Linked DNA regions of Sus scrofa: region 1 is linked to region 2. The links are chromatin contacts, called in public HiChIP or PLAC-seq maps. All regions are on one chromosome and are shown on one strand. Each heading gives the region's core, a stretch centred on a gene start, on an enhancer-like site or on the middle of the called end of the contact. The rest is flanking DNA. Distances are from core to core; before and after follow the strand shown. Region 1 has its middle 25 kb from the start of IL19. Region 2 has its middle 15 kb from the start of MAPKAPK2.

What was found. HiChIP or PLAC-seq counts read pairs in DNA pulled down with a chosen protein or histone mark.
Region 1: a contact with region 2 is called in an H3K27ac HiChIP or PLAC-seq map of alveolar macrophages. The contact joins two enhancer-like sites. A contact is called at or near these places in 1 of 47 Hi-C or Micro-C datasets (fetal heart ventricle) and 1 of 2 datasets of contacts at active chromatin or transcription factors (alveolar macrophages).

Annotation. Positions count from the first base shown.
Region 1 is chr9:67,441,472-67,448,063 of Sscrofa11.1, reverse strand. No RefSeq gene overlaps it. Among named protein-coding and RNA genes, the nearest start is that of IL19, 25 kb to the left of the region's middle. Within about 2 kb of position 3,188, at least 11 of the 83 cell types and tissues checked have an H3K27ac peak or open chromatin away from gene starts, as enhancers often do. A contact at or near this core is called in alveolar macrophages, where this site is marked.
Region 2 is chr9:67,296,746-67,302,903 of Sscrofa11.1, reverse strand. No RefSeq gene overlaps it. Among named protein-coding and RNA genes, the nearest start is that of MAPKAPK2, 15 kb to the left of the region's middle. Within about 2 kb of position 4,618, at least 19 of the 83 cell types and tissues checked have an H3K27ac peak or open chromatin away from gene starts, as enhancers often do. A contact at or near this core is called in alveolar macrophages, where this site is marked.

The DNA.
Region 1 (6,592 bases), core at 1,939-4,438, 150 kb before region 2:
GCATAGCAAAGGAATGATTTCAGTGAGCCCAGACCTTGCATCTTCCCGAATACATAGAAAAGTGCTAAATTCTTAACCTGAGATATCTGGTTTTCTATTATTAACAGTAATCTTATGTTCCTAATAGCTGCCTTTATTGCAAAACTCCTATATATCCTAACTCCCCCCATCCATCCTCCTCTGAGCAGTTTTCTCAGGGTTACTTGAGATACTGCCTCCCAGGAGGAAGTTCTTTCGCAATACAGGCGTTTGGTGCTATAAAAATTTCCCCTAAGTATTGCTTTAGTAATATTCCACAAATTTAGAAGTGTGTTATTTATTTTCAAAATATTTGAAGATTTTCCAGATAGTTTTCTCCTATTGGTTTTTTGGGGTTTTTTTTGTTTGTGTTTTTTTTTTTTTTTTTTTTTTTTTTTTGCTTTTTATGGATGCATTCATGGCATATGGAGGTTCCCAGACTAGGCTTCCAATTGGAGCTACAGTTGCCAGCCACAGCCACAGCCACAGCCACAGCCACAGCAATGCAGGATCCCAGCAGTGTCTGCGACCTGCACCACAGCACACGACAACACCAGATCCTTAACCCACTGAGCGAGGCCAGGGATTGAACTGGCAACCTCATGGTTCCTGGTCAGATTCATTTCCACTGCACCACGATGGGAACGCCTCTCCTATTGATTTCTAATTTAATTCCCTTGAGGCCAGAAAGTGTGTGTGTGGGTGTGTGTGGGTGTAATCTCCAGTTTACTTTTGACTAGTGATACATGGTATATCTTTTAGCATTTTCTGTATTCTTTTACTTTTGAATTATTTTTGTCTTTAAAGAGTTTTTCTTGTAGAGAGCATCACATAGTTCAGCCTTATTTTTTAATGCAATCTGATGAGTTCTGTTTTTTGTTTGTTTGTTCATTTGTTTTAATTTAGGGCTGCACCCATGGCATGTGGAGATTCCCACGCTAGGGCTCAATCAGAGCCAAGCTGCCGGCCTACACCATCGTCACAGCAATGCCAGATTCTTAACCCACTCATTGGGGCCAGGGATTGAACCCATAACCTCATGGATACTAATCAGGTTTACTACCACTGAGCCACAATGGGAACTCCAAGCCCTGCTGTTTTAATTAAGGTGTTTAGGTATTTAATATGATTATTGATACAGCTGTCTACCCTCTATTTTTTCCTATTTCTATCATCTGTTTTTTAATGCTTTTCCCCTCTCTTTTTCTGATAGCTTTTTTTTTTTTTTTTTTTTTTTTTTCTTTTTTTGGCTGCCCCTCAGCATATAGAGTTCCTGGGCCAGGAATCATATTTGAGCTACATTGCCATCTATGCCACAACTGTGGCAAAGCCAGATCTCCCCCACCCCCACCCCCACCCCCTGCTTTTCAGAGCCACACTCACAGCCTATGGAGATTCCCAGGCTAGGGGTCAAATCCCAGCTACAGCTGCTGGCCTACACCACAGCCACAACACCACCAGATCCGAGCCGCATCTATGACTTACACCAGAGCTCATGGCAACACCAGATCCTTAACCCACTGAGCGGGGCCAGGGATCAAACCCACAACCTCATGGTTCCTAGTCGGATTCATTTCTGCTGCGCCATGACGGGAACTCCCAAAGCCAGATCCTTTAACCCACTGTGCCTGGCAGGGGATTGAACCTGCGTCCTGGCACTGCAGAGATACTACTGATCCTGTTGTGCCACAGTGAGAACTTCCTGATTACTTTTTAATTCATTGAGGTTATTATATTTGTTGTTGTTGTTGTTCCATTTTATCTCCTTTGTTGGCTTACATATAACTCCTTTTTGTTGTTTTAGTGGTTGCCTTGGGGGGGGTTTAGTAGACATATTTCACTTATCACAGTCTATGTCCAAATCATATTATACTACTTCACATTAAGTATATAATCTTACAATAGTGTACTTCCTTTTCTCCCTCTCAACCTTCATTCTATTTTTGTTGTATTTTACCTATTCTTATTTTATAAACTCCAAAATACAGTATTTCTTTGTTTAAATAGCTGATTATTATTTAAAGAAAAAAATCTGATGTATTTATTCATGTAGTACCATGCTCTTTAATCCTTTGTGTGCCTTCAGATTCCCATCTGGTATAATTTTTCTTCTGGCTAAAGGATTTTTTTTTTTTTTTAACATTTGTTGTAGTGCAGGCCTGCTGGCAATGAATCCATTCAACTTTTGTATATCTAAAATAGTCATTTTTTAAAAGATATTTTCACCAGTTATAGAATTGTAGATTGACAGATTTCTTTTCAGATACTTGAAAGATAATGCTCCATGTCTTTGCACTTGCATCGTTTCCAATGAGAAATCTGTTCAATTTATCTTTGTTCTTCTATACATATTGTGTCTTTTGCTGACAGCTTCTAGGACATGTTTATGACTTGCCTTTGTGTTATTTTCTTGCTAAGACTATGTTTTACACAGGATTATGCTGCTTCCATTTTGCTGATTCTAATCCCCCAAATCATGTTGCTTAATCATGATTCATAGATACAATGTTAAAGATACAATGTAGATAACTGTATCAGTCAGGAATCCCCAGAGAAATGGAATCAAAATCTTTTAATATGCAAATCAATTTTTCTTAGTTTCTTAAATTCCATCTAAGTATAGTTGATTTACAATGTAAATAGGTTTATTGGAAGAAATTGACTTACCCAGTTACACAGGCTAGCAAGTCTGAAATCTGTGGGGGTGGGGGTGGACAGGCTGAAAATTCTCTGGCAAAAGCTAATGTTGCAATCTTGAAACAGAATTTCTTCCTCCAGGAAACCTCAGTTTTTGCTCTTATGGTCTTTCAACTGATTGTAAGACGACCACCCACATCATTGAGGGTAATCTCCTCTACTTAAAATCAGCTGATTATAGATGTTCACCAAGCCTACAACATATCCTGACAGCAACACTTAGATTCATATTTCATTAAATAACTGTGTTCTATAGACCCGCCAAGTTGATACATAAAACTAAGGATCACAGTATCTAAAAGGGTTAAAAGGAACTGGAAAGTATCATAGAAGGTGAAACTGTTAAGATTTGAGGAAACAAAGGAAAAAGATTGAAACTGTTTAAAAAGAAACTTAGTAGAGAGGCCCTGAGGAACCAAAACTCAGACCTCTTAGTAGGAGGCATTGCTCAGCCAGTGTTAGACTTCCGAATTCAGAAGAGGACTCAGGGGTATGGAACCCAGACATCTGGGGAAGGGGCACTGGCTAGCTATTGTGGGTATCCGCAAAGGAGACTAGATGAGGCTGATTCTGCAAATGTTACAAAAACTGCAAACTGGATTCAGCGGCAGCTACAAGAAGAAAATGCTTATGTTATGATAAAGAAATGTGCTGGGGTCATACTCAGAGGAACCACAATCAGACAGGAAACCCTCAAGAACTACACAGCAGGGAGCAAACCTCTCGTTCCTCCTTCAGCCTTGCAGTCTCCATCCAGTGTCCCTATCAGCAGAGCCAACTGCAAAGGCAAAATTGTGGTTTTTCAGAGACTAGCTCCAGGATCCTTGGTGCTCAAGTTCACCAAGGCTGCTGGTACCAAGAAGCGATTCCAGAAGCTCTGAGGCTGGATGCCAGCCCACTCTCCCAAACAAAATAGTTATTTTCCCATTCAAAAAAAAAAAAAAAGTTGGAATCGAGACACAATAAGTTAACCAACTGACACACGCCACCCCTTTAGCTAGTCAGCATCCATAACTACAAAAATTTCAACTGTGGTATAACTACAAAATAATTCTTTGTCTCCTCCTCAAAATACAACTTTTTTGCAAATAAACCAAGACAGTGCTGACTTCTCCCCCAGATTCAGAGCTGTAAGATCTCCACTGCCATTGCAGCCATCTCTGAGCAACATCCATTATTTTTCAAATTCAGCCACAATCCCATTTGCACATATGCATTCCAAAAACCAGATTGAAAGGTAACTTCCAACAAAACATGTAAAAATAATAAGGATCAGCAAGAGAGAGAAGAATAAAGTCTTTCATGCACTCAATTATATATACACACTTTCACATAATAAGCAAGGACATAACTGGTCATGAGGCCATAATTGAGATTTACAAGTCAATTATAACTCCTTCTTCTACTACCCGTTTCATATATCCTTTGTCTTCATCCAATCCCTAAGATGGTTGAGTTTTTTTTTAAACAGCAAGGTAATCTATCTTGCCTAAGGGTCTGAATCATCCCTGGTTATGGCTTTGGCAGGGGGTGGGAAAATGGTCATCTTCTATTAACTTTTATTGTTGGACTTGAAAATACTCAAAGGCACCCCAGTGAATACCCTGCATTCCAGATCTAGTCCTCCCTGCCCCCAGTGAGAGGCAGTAACACATTTTTCCTATGGTAGTCCATATCAGTCACCCCAGCCAGCAGGGTAACTCTTTCTTTTGCCGGTTGGTTCAGTAACATGCAGAACTCAGCATAGCCGGGGGCAGTCTCATCTTCCAAATCAATGCAATATTAGGGCATGTCCTGCTAGAAGTTTTCTTGGGAATCAAGACTTCAAACCAGCAGAGCTCCAAGTCCCAGGGATTGGAAGCAAAAAATCTGTGGGAAGACTATGAGATTTAGTGTGAGAGGAGCCAGTCTACTTCCACCTTTAATTCCCAGACCTGTGCAGTCTGGCTATGGGAAACCCAGGACTATGTATTTGTCTATGATTCAAAATAGTCTGTGACCTCTGTCCTTTGAGGGTGTAATTTCTTTCTTTCTTTCTTTTTTTTTTTTTTTTTGACCTTTTTTTTGGGCCGCACTCCCAGCATAAAGAGGTTCCCAAACAGAACTGTAACCACTGGCCTACACCAGGGCCACAGCAACGTGGGACCTGGGTCGTGTCGGCAACCTACAACACAGCTCAAACAAATGCCAGATCCTTAACCCGCTGAGCGAGGCCAGGGATCAAACCTGCATCCTCATGGATGCTAATCGGGTTTGCTAACCACTGAGCCACGACAGGAATTCCCTGAGGGTATAAATTCTTAACTGGTGCCATATGTGCAGTAATTTTTGCATCTGCTAGGCCAGCTGCTTTTGGGTGGTGGGGTATGTGGGATGTGGGATGTGATCCCATGGGCATAAGCCCATTGCTGACCTTCTTTTGAAATTATTTTCTTCATCAAAAGCAATGTTGTGTACAGTAGAGTACACCATATTTTGTAATCACAGATGGTGCTGGCAGAAGATTCTTGGGCAAGAAAGCAAATACATACTTGGGATACTTATCTCCTCCAGTGAGGAAACATTTTTGCTCCTCTCCAAGACAGAAGGGGTGCAATGTAATCAACTTGCCCCCAGGAACTGCCTTTTAGGGAAGGGTGCCATATTTGGGGCTTAGTTTAGTTGGAAAATTAGGCAATCAGAAGCACTGATGGTCAAAAAAAAAAAGGGTTGATTAGGGTAAGTCTATGCTATTGAGCCCACACTTAAGCCTGATCCCTGCCATTATGGCCACTTTCTACACAGGCCCATTAAGTAACCACTGAAATAGCTGGGGCAAGGTCTTAAGTGAAAGCCATAGGATGGGTCATTTTGTACAGAAATACAAAATTCAATGTCTTTTTTTTTTTTTTTCATTTAAAATATATAGGTGTGGGGTTCCCATCAGGGCACAGCAGAAATGAATCCGACTAGGAACCATGAGGTTTTGGGTTCGATCCCTGGCCTTGCTCAGTGGGTTAAGGATCTGGCGTTGCCGTGAGCTGTGGTATAGGTTGAAGACTCGGCTTGTATCTAGCATTGCTATGGCTGTGGTGTAGGCTGGCAGCTGTAGCTCTGATTTGACCCCTAGCCTGGGAACCTCCATATGCCACGGGTGCAGCCCTGAAAAGCAAAAAAAAAAAGTAGAGGTGTAATAGTTTGAAACAATTCTAGAATTTTCCTGTGCCTCACCTAGAGGGCTTTTCTCTCTCTTTTTTTTTTTTTTTTTTTTGTCCCTATATATATATATATTTTTTAATTACAAAATTCAGTGTCTTAATGAATTGTCTTCAGGACCCTCTGGTTGATGTACTGGGGGGAGGGGAGAGGTGTGCAGATCTCAGGTGATAAAGCCTCTTCTTCATCATCCCTTTCCTCTGAGTCTTGAAGTCAGAGAAGTTCTAGCATTCCAACCTTATTAAACATAAGAGACCATTGAGTCTAAGGTTCAGTCTAAGCCAACCAAGAAATTTTTAGAGCCATTTCCACTTGTAAGAGCTAATACTTTAAGCCAGAATATCTAATGAATGTACCCAATAAATTTGATCTGATAAAGTGCTATATTCTATCATCCTTAGTCAAGCACCCTTATAATATATTCCTACACATTCTAACATGTATTACAAAATCTTGTACTTCTTTTAGTGTATAAGCTATTTCCTCCTGAGTCAGATTTTGTACTTGTCCCCTCTAGAAGAAATCTGTGATCTGACCCTAATTCTGAGTCCAGTGGCAGCAGTTGGGGTGGGTTTTGAGAGGAATGGGCATACCCTTGAAGGCAACTGCTCCCAAATAACATGGCTATAAGGTTTCCAAAAGCACAGATGGGATGGTGGATTCTGTACCTGGCAACTGCTGA
Region 2 (6,158 bases), core at 3,369-5,868:
TGTAGGGCAAAGGACTGTTGTCTATGTTTAACATGCAGAAGATTCACAAAATTACGGAACAGTCTCTCCCCCACCCCCACCCCCATCCCTGGTATCTTTAATACATTCACATGCCCAGTTCTCTACCCCGTTTTCTTGTGCCTCCTTCCAGAGGTATCTGAGCCAGACCAACGTTTCACTTAGGAATCAGCAGAGATTGTGTTTGGCCTAAATCTCAGGACAGCAGATCTTAAACTCCAAAGTCACACAGTCAAATGGAGAACTGACTTGTGGTTGCCAAGAGGGACGGGGAGGGAGTGGGATGGACTGGGAATCTGGGGTTAATAGATGCAAACTATTGCCTTTGGAGTGGATAAGCAATGGGATCCTGCTGTGTAGCACTGGGAACTATAGACACTAAGGATGGAGCATAATAATGTGAGAAAAAGAAATGTATACGTGTATGTGTGACTGGGTCACCTTGCTGGACAGTAGAAATTTTACAGAACACTGTAAACCAGCTATAATGGAAAAAATAAAAATCATTAAATTGAAAAAGAAAAAAATCACAAGGTCAAGAGGGAAGCCCTGGACCAGCCTTGGCCCCAGAAGTCAGAAGGCATCTGCGGGGAAAAAAAAATTTTTTTTTTGGTCTTTTTTTTTGTATTTTTAGGGTTGCAACTCGTGGCATATGGAGGTTCCCAGGCTATGGGTCTAATCGGAGCTGTAGCCCCTGGCCTACAGCACGACCACAGCAACGCCAGATCCAACCCAGTCTACGACCTATACCTCAGCTCACAGCAACGCTGGATCCTTAACCCACTGAGCGAGGCCAGGGATCGAACCCACAACCTCATTGTTCCTAGTCAGATTCCTTTCTGCTGCGCCACGATAGGAACTCCTGTGGGTAAAATTAAAACAGCCTGTGGCCACGCCAGCCTGCAGAGCGCCTTTACTGTGGGTTTCCTGGGATCAGGGCAACTTCCTGTGAGGCTTCTCCTGGCATCGGTGAGAGAAGAAGGCGATGATGGCCTGGGGAAGGAGCTGGTATAGGAGCAGGGAAGAGGGTGAGACCCATCCTGGAGGGAAAGATGGGGCGATGCTCCCCAGTTCTGAGTCCGGGAGGTCTCCGAATCTGGGCCAACTGGCTGCCCCTTGTGTCTGCAGAGCCATCTGGGCAAAGACCCCTGCCACTCAGACGGAGAATGATAGGAAGGGTAGCAAAGAGGGCTGTGTGGGCCGGCTTTCCCTGGGCCCTCCCCAGACAGGTCAGGGCCCGAGCAGAGGTGTTTCTTCAAGTTTCAGTGTAATCACAGCTGCCCCGGCCACTGCGCTCCGGCCCCGCGTCACTGCCCAGGAATCTGGTTCTTGTTTACCACCAAGAAGTGTGGTGATTACAGAGCCGAGTGGCCCTCCCCCAGCTTCCCCAGGGAGTGTGGGGTGGGGGAAGCCCAGGGCTTGGAAAGGGAGACATGCTGAGTAGGAAGACCAGAGAGGCTTCCTCACCAGGACCAGTCAGGGAAGGGCCTGGCGGGATACCAGAGCTGAGAAAAGTAAGAGCAGGACAGCAGAAGAAGCAAAGGAAGGTGAACAGGTGAGGACCAGGGGCGAAGAACCAGGAAGAATTGGAGTCAAGAGGACACCACCTATTGTGTTAAGAAAGAATGGAGGAGTTCCCAGAGCTCCCGTTGTGGCACAGTGGTTAACGAATCCGACTAGGAACCATGAGGTTGTGGGTTCGATCCCTGGCCTTGCTCAGTGGGTTAAGGATCTGGCGTTGCCATGAGCTGTGGTGTAGGTTGCAGACGCGGCTCAGATCTGGCATTGCTGTGACTGGGGCGTAGGCCAGCAGCTGCAGCTCCGATTCAACCCCTAGCCTGGGAACCTCCATATGCCATGGGAGCAGCCCTAGAAAAGGCAAAAAGACAAAAAGAAAGAAAAGAAAAGAAAGAACAGAGAGCCCGGGGAGGCCATGAAATCTCTGGGGAGACCTACATCCTGCAAATTTCGCATCCTTCCCTAGTACTTCCCCAGTGCCTACGGTGGATGGAATGGAGGATGGTGGATAAAAGTCACCATAATCACTCCCATTTATCAAGCACTTATTAGGTTTCCAACAAGGTTCTAAGCCCTTGCTCTGTGTTAATCAATTTCCATAGCAACCCCGCAAGGTGGGTGTTACTAATATTCTCCCAGGGGCCCAGAAGAGGAAACTGAGGCCCAGTGTATTTAAGTGATTTAAAGTGAGGACTGGAGGAGTTCCCATTGTGGCTCAGCGGGTTAAGAACCTGATTCGTATCCATGAGGATGTAAGTTCGATCCTTGGCCTTGCTCAGTGGGTTAAGGATCTAGAGTTGCCATGAGCTATGGTGTAGGTTGCAGACATGGCTCGGATTCCACATTGCTGCAGCTGTGGGGCAGGCCGGCAGCTATAGCTTCAATTCTACCCCTAGCTTGGAAAATTTCATATGCCGCAGGTATGGCCCTAAAAAGAAAAAAATAAAAAGTCTAAAAATAAAATAAAGTAAGGACTGGAGTTGGGATTTGAAGGCAGGAAGCTGGGACCCAACCCTCTCTTCTTAAGCACCGTGCTCCCCTGAGCAGGGAGCAGGACCAAGCAGACCACCCAAAGAGGCCACCCAGGAGTTCCCATCATGCCTGTCATGGCTCAGGGGAAACGAATCTGACTAGCATCCATGAGGACACAGCTTCGATCCCTTTCCTCACTCCGTGGGTTAAGGATCCAGTGCTGCCATGAGCTGTAGTGTAGGTCGGGGATGTGGCTCAGATCTGACATTGCTTCGGCTGTGGCGTAGGTCGGCGGCTACAGCTCCATTTTGACCCCTAGCCTGGGAACCTCCATGTGCCACAGGTGTGGCCCTAAAAGACAAAAAAGGTGTGGGGCCACCCAAAGACAGCTTGGGGCATAATATTTTACCCTAGAGTTTCTCTTCCCATGACATGTCCTGCTGACTTCACCCTCATCCCAACTCTGGGAGGGGTCCACAGGTCCCTTTTCCAGGCTCAGAAAAAAATCACAGTGAAGAATTCCTGTCGTGGCGCAGCAGAAATGAATCCGATTAGGAACCATGAGGTTGCCAGTTCGGTCCCTGGCCTTGCTCAGTGGGTTAAGGATCCGGTGTTGCCATGAGCTGCAGTGTAGGTTGCAGACACGGCTCGGATCTGGCGTTGCTGTGGCTCTGGTGTAGGCCGGTGGCTACAGCTCCAATTGGACTCCTAGCCTGGGAACCTCCATATGCCTCGGGCGTGGCCCTAAAAGGACAAAAGACAAAAAAAGAAAAGAAAAAGAAAAAGAAAAATGAGACTCTGATGGTTATGTTTTTCCCCAGCCAAAATTCCAATCATCGATTCATTTGGCTCAAGATCTTGAACTGAAAGTCATTAAAGAAGGGGGTGGGGGGTGGAGGATGAGAACAAGAGCTCAGCATCCCCTTCTCTCTTCCTCTCTCTGCTCCCTGCTCAATGTTTTCTCTCTTCTGTTCCCTCTGCATTTTTCCCGAACGTCGCCCAGATGCGGAGCTATGTCCGAAACTCCAGCTTGCATCATTCACTCCCCACACAACTGTCTGCTCTCTTCTCCCTGGAAGTTGAGCTAACAAGGCAGTCTGAAAATCCGGTCATTTCCACTGTTGTTCAGACTTTCCAGGGGCTGTGGTGCCACAAATGGAAATGTCAACATGGGGCAATGACCGCGCCCTGACGCCCTGTTTTCTCACTACTGTTAAATCCATCGATTCCTGAGAAAGACGAAGGATATGAATAATCAGCCAAGCAGATGGAGTGTCAGGGGGTCAGGCCAGAAGAGAAAGCACAGCTCCCCGCCCCCCAAAAGAAAAGGGAAGAAAGGCATCCGGCCCTGGGAATATCTGCCGTGGGGACAAAACAGGCTCCAGAGAGAGGCGTCAGGCTCAGACCTGGCCTCAGCAGATAAGGTGTGTGGAGAAGAACCAGTTGATCACTGGACCTGTCCTTAAACATCGTCTGCCAGCTGTGGGAAGCTCTCTCTAGGAAATGGGGAAGGAAGTGGTAAGGAAGAACCCTGAGGGGCACACGGAGGAAGAAACACGTCATCAGAATAAAGTTGAAAAATTGGAGTTCCCGCTGTGGTGCAGTGGGTTAGTGATGGGGCTTGTCTCTGTGGAGGTGCCGTTTTGATCCCCAGCTGTGGGTGTAGCTGAAAAAGGAAAAAAAAAAAAAATCATAAGTCCTGGAAACTAGTTATTTAAAGACACTCCTTGGAATTCCTGATGTGGCGTAACGGACCAGCAGCCTCTCTGAGCCACTGGGATGAAGCTGTGACCCCTCGCCCAGCACAGCAGGTTAAGGATCCGGCAGGGCTGCAGCTGTGGTGTAGGTCGCAACCATGGCTCAGATTCCATCCCTTGCCCAGGGACTCCATATGCCATATGCCACGGGGCAGCCAAGAACAAAAATAAAATTAAAAAAAAAAAAAAAAGACACAAGTAAAACACACCACTCATGCGCGCGCGCACACACACACACACACCACACACACACACACACACACACACGCACGCACGGCCTGTGGCTGGGCCTCTGTCTTCTTTGGCTGGCTTCTTTGCCTTTAGGTCTGGTGCAGAAGATGGGGCTAGGCGTTTATCATTGGGCATTTTCGTCAGTTTCACTTCCTGTTTCTCATGCTGAAAGCATAATCATCATCGTAAGGATAATAATAGTTCCTCAGGCTTGCCTCTGCCTCCTATTTATCTAGGGCCTCCCAGAAGCGTGTGTATGAGTGGGAGGGGAACAGTATGGCTTATCGACTCTATTAATCAACAGCTGGGGGTGGAGGCAGGCAGTGGGGGTAAGGGAATGAACAGTGGAAAGTATTCAACTCATTTCTTTTTTCAAGAAGAGGAATCTAAATGGGTTGTAGTTCCCCAAATGGCTCTTCTCCCCTAGAGATGTTTGTCAATCCCTTCTCCCAGGGTCCTCCAAATATAAATCCTTCCCCCAAACTTTCATGCATCCCCATCTAGGAAATCCTTGTGCTCTGGGGCCCAGAGACCTTAAGCTGACTTCCTAGAGTCACACAGCAAGTCAGCCAGAAAGATAGGTCCAGACCAGCCTTCTTGCATCCATTAAAAGCTGTAACCGAGAAGGGAATTTCCAACTCTATGGGGAACTTGCAAAGTTGTTAGGAAAAAACCACAATTATTTCTGCTAAGGAAAAAATATGCATTCCCCTGCAGACTTGAAACCCCAGGACAATAAGAGGGAGGGTGTCCTTACTGGGAATGGGTTGGAACCAGCTGAGATTAGGAGGGGGTAGGGGGAAGAGCCTCCAGACTTTGATCAGGACAAGGGTTCACGGAATGGAAGTATCAGCCCACTGTTTTAATTTTTTACCACCAGTAAAAGGAGCTGTGTTCTGAGGACAAAGGTTGAGCACTTTACAGGCTCTGGGGACACGGATGGGAGTGGAGGTTGAAGGGGGGAGCCATTATCATGATGACAACAGTGAGGTGGTCCTTTCTTTAGATCCTGCCCTCCCCTTGGGGATCTGAGGATAAGTGGTGGGGGGATGGGGAAGCAGGTGGTTCAAGCATCCTTTCCATACAAACAAAAAAGGCAGTTAGGATTTCCTGTGGCGGCTCAGTGGTTAACAAACCCCAACAAGGATCCGTGAGGTTGCAGGTTCGATCCCTGGCCTCACTCCGTGGGTTAAGGATCCCGCAGTTGCTATGAGCTGTGGTGTAGGTCGCAGAAGAGGCTCGGATCTGATGTTGCTGTGGCTGTGGTGTAGGCCGGCAGCTGTAGCTCTGATTTGACCCCTAGCCTGGGAACCTCCATATGCCTTGAGTGCAGCCCTAAAAAGTAAGACAAAAGACAAAAGACAAAAAAAAAAAAAAAAAAAAAAAGGCAGGTAAAGAAAAAATTAAAACCATCAGAGAGAGCCCCTAATTAACTGGCTTAAGATTTTTAAAAGCGAAAGCTTCTTTCTAAAAAAGACGCAAAGACACACACAGACACACACCCCACACCCTGAAGCGCTACCTAACCACACTAAGGCTCAGAGGACACGATATCACACGTTTACTTATTGTGATATTTATTGTCAGATATCTCTTCCTCAAAGGACAGCATAAGCCTGGGGCTGGATGCTGAGTGCCAGGCTGATGATGTGAAAATGAAAA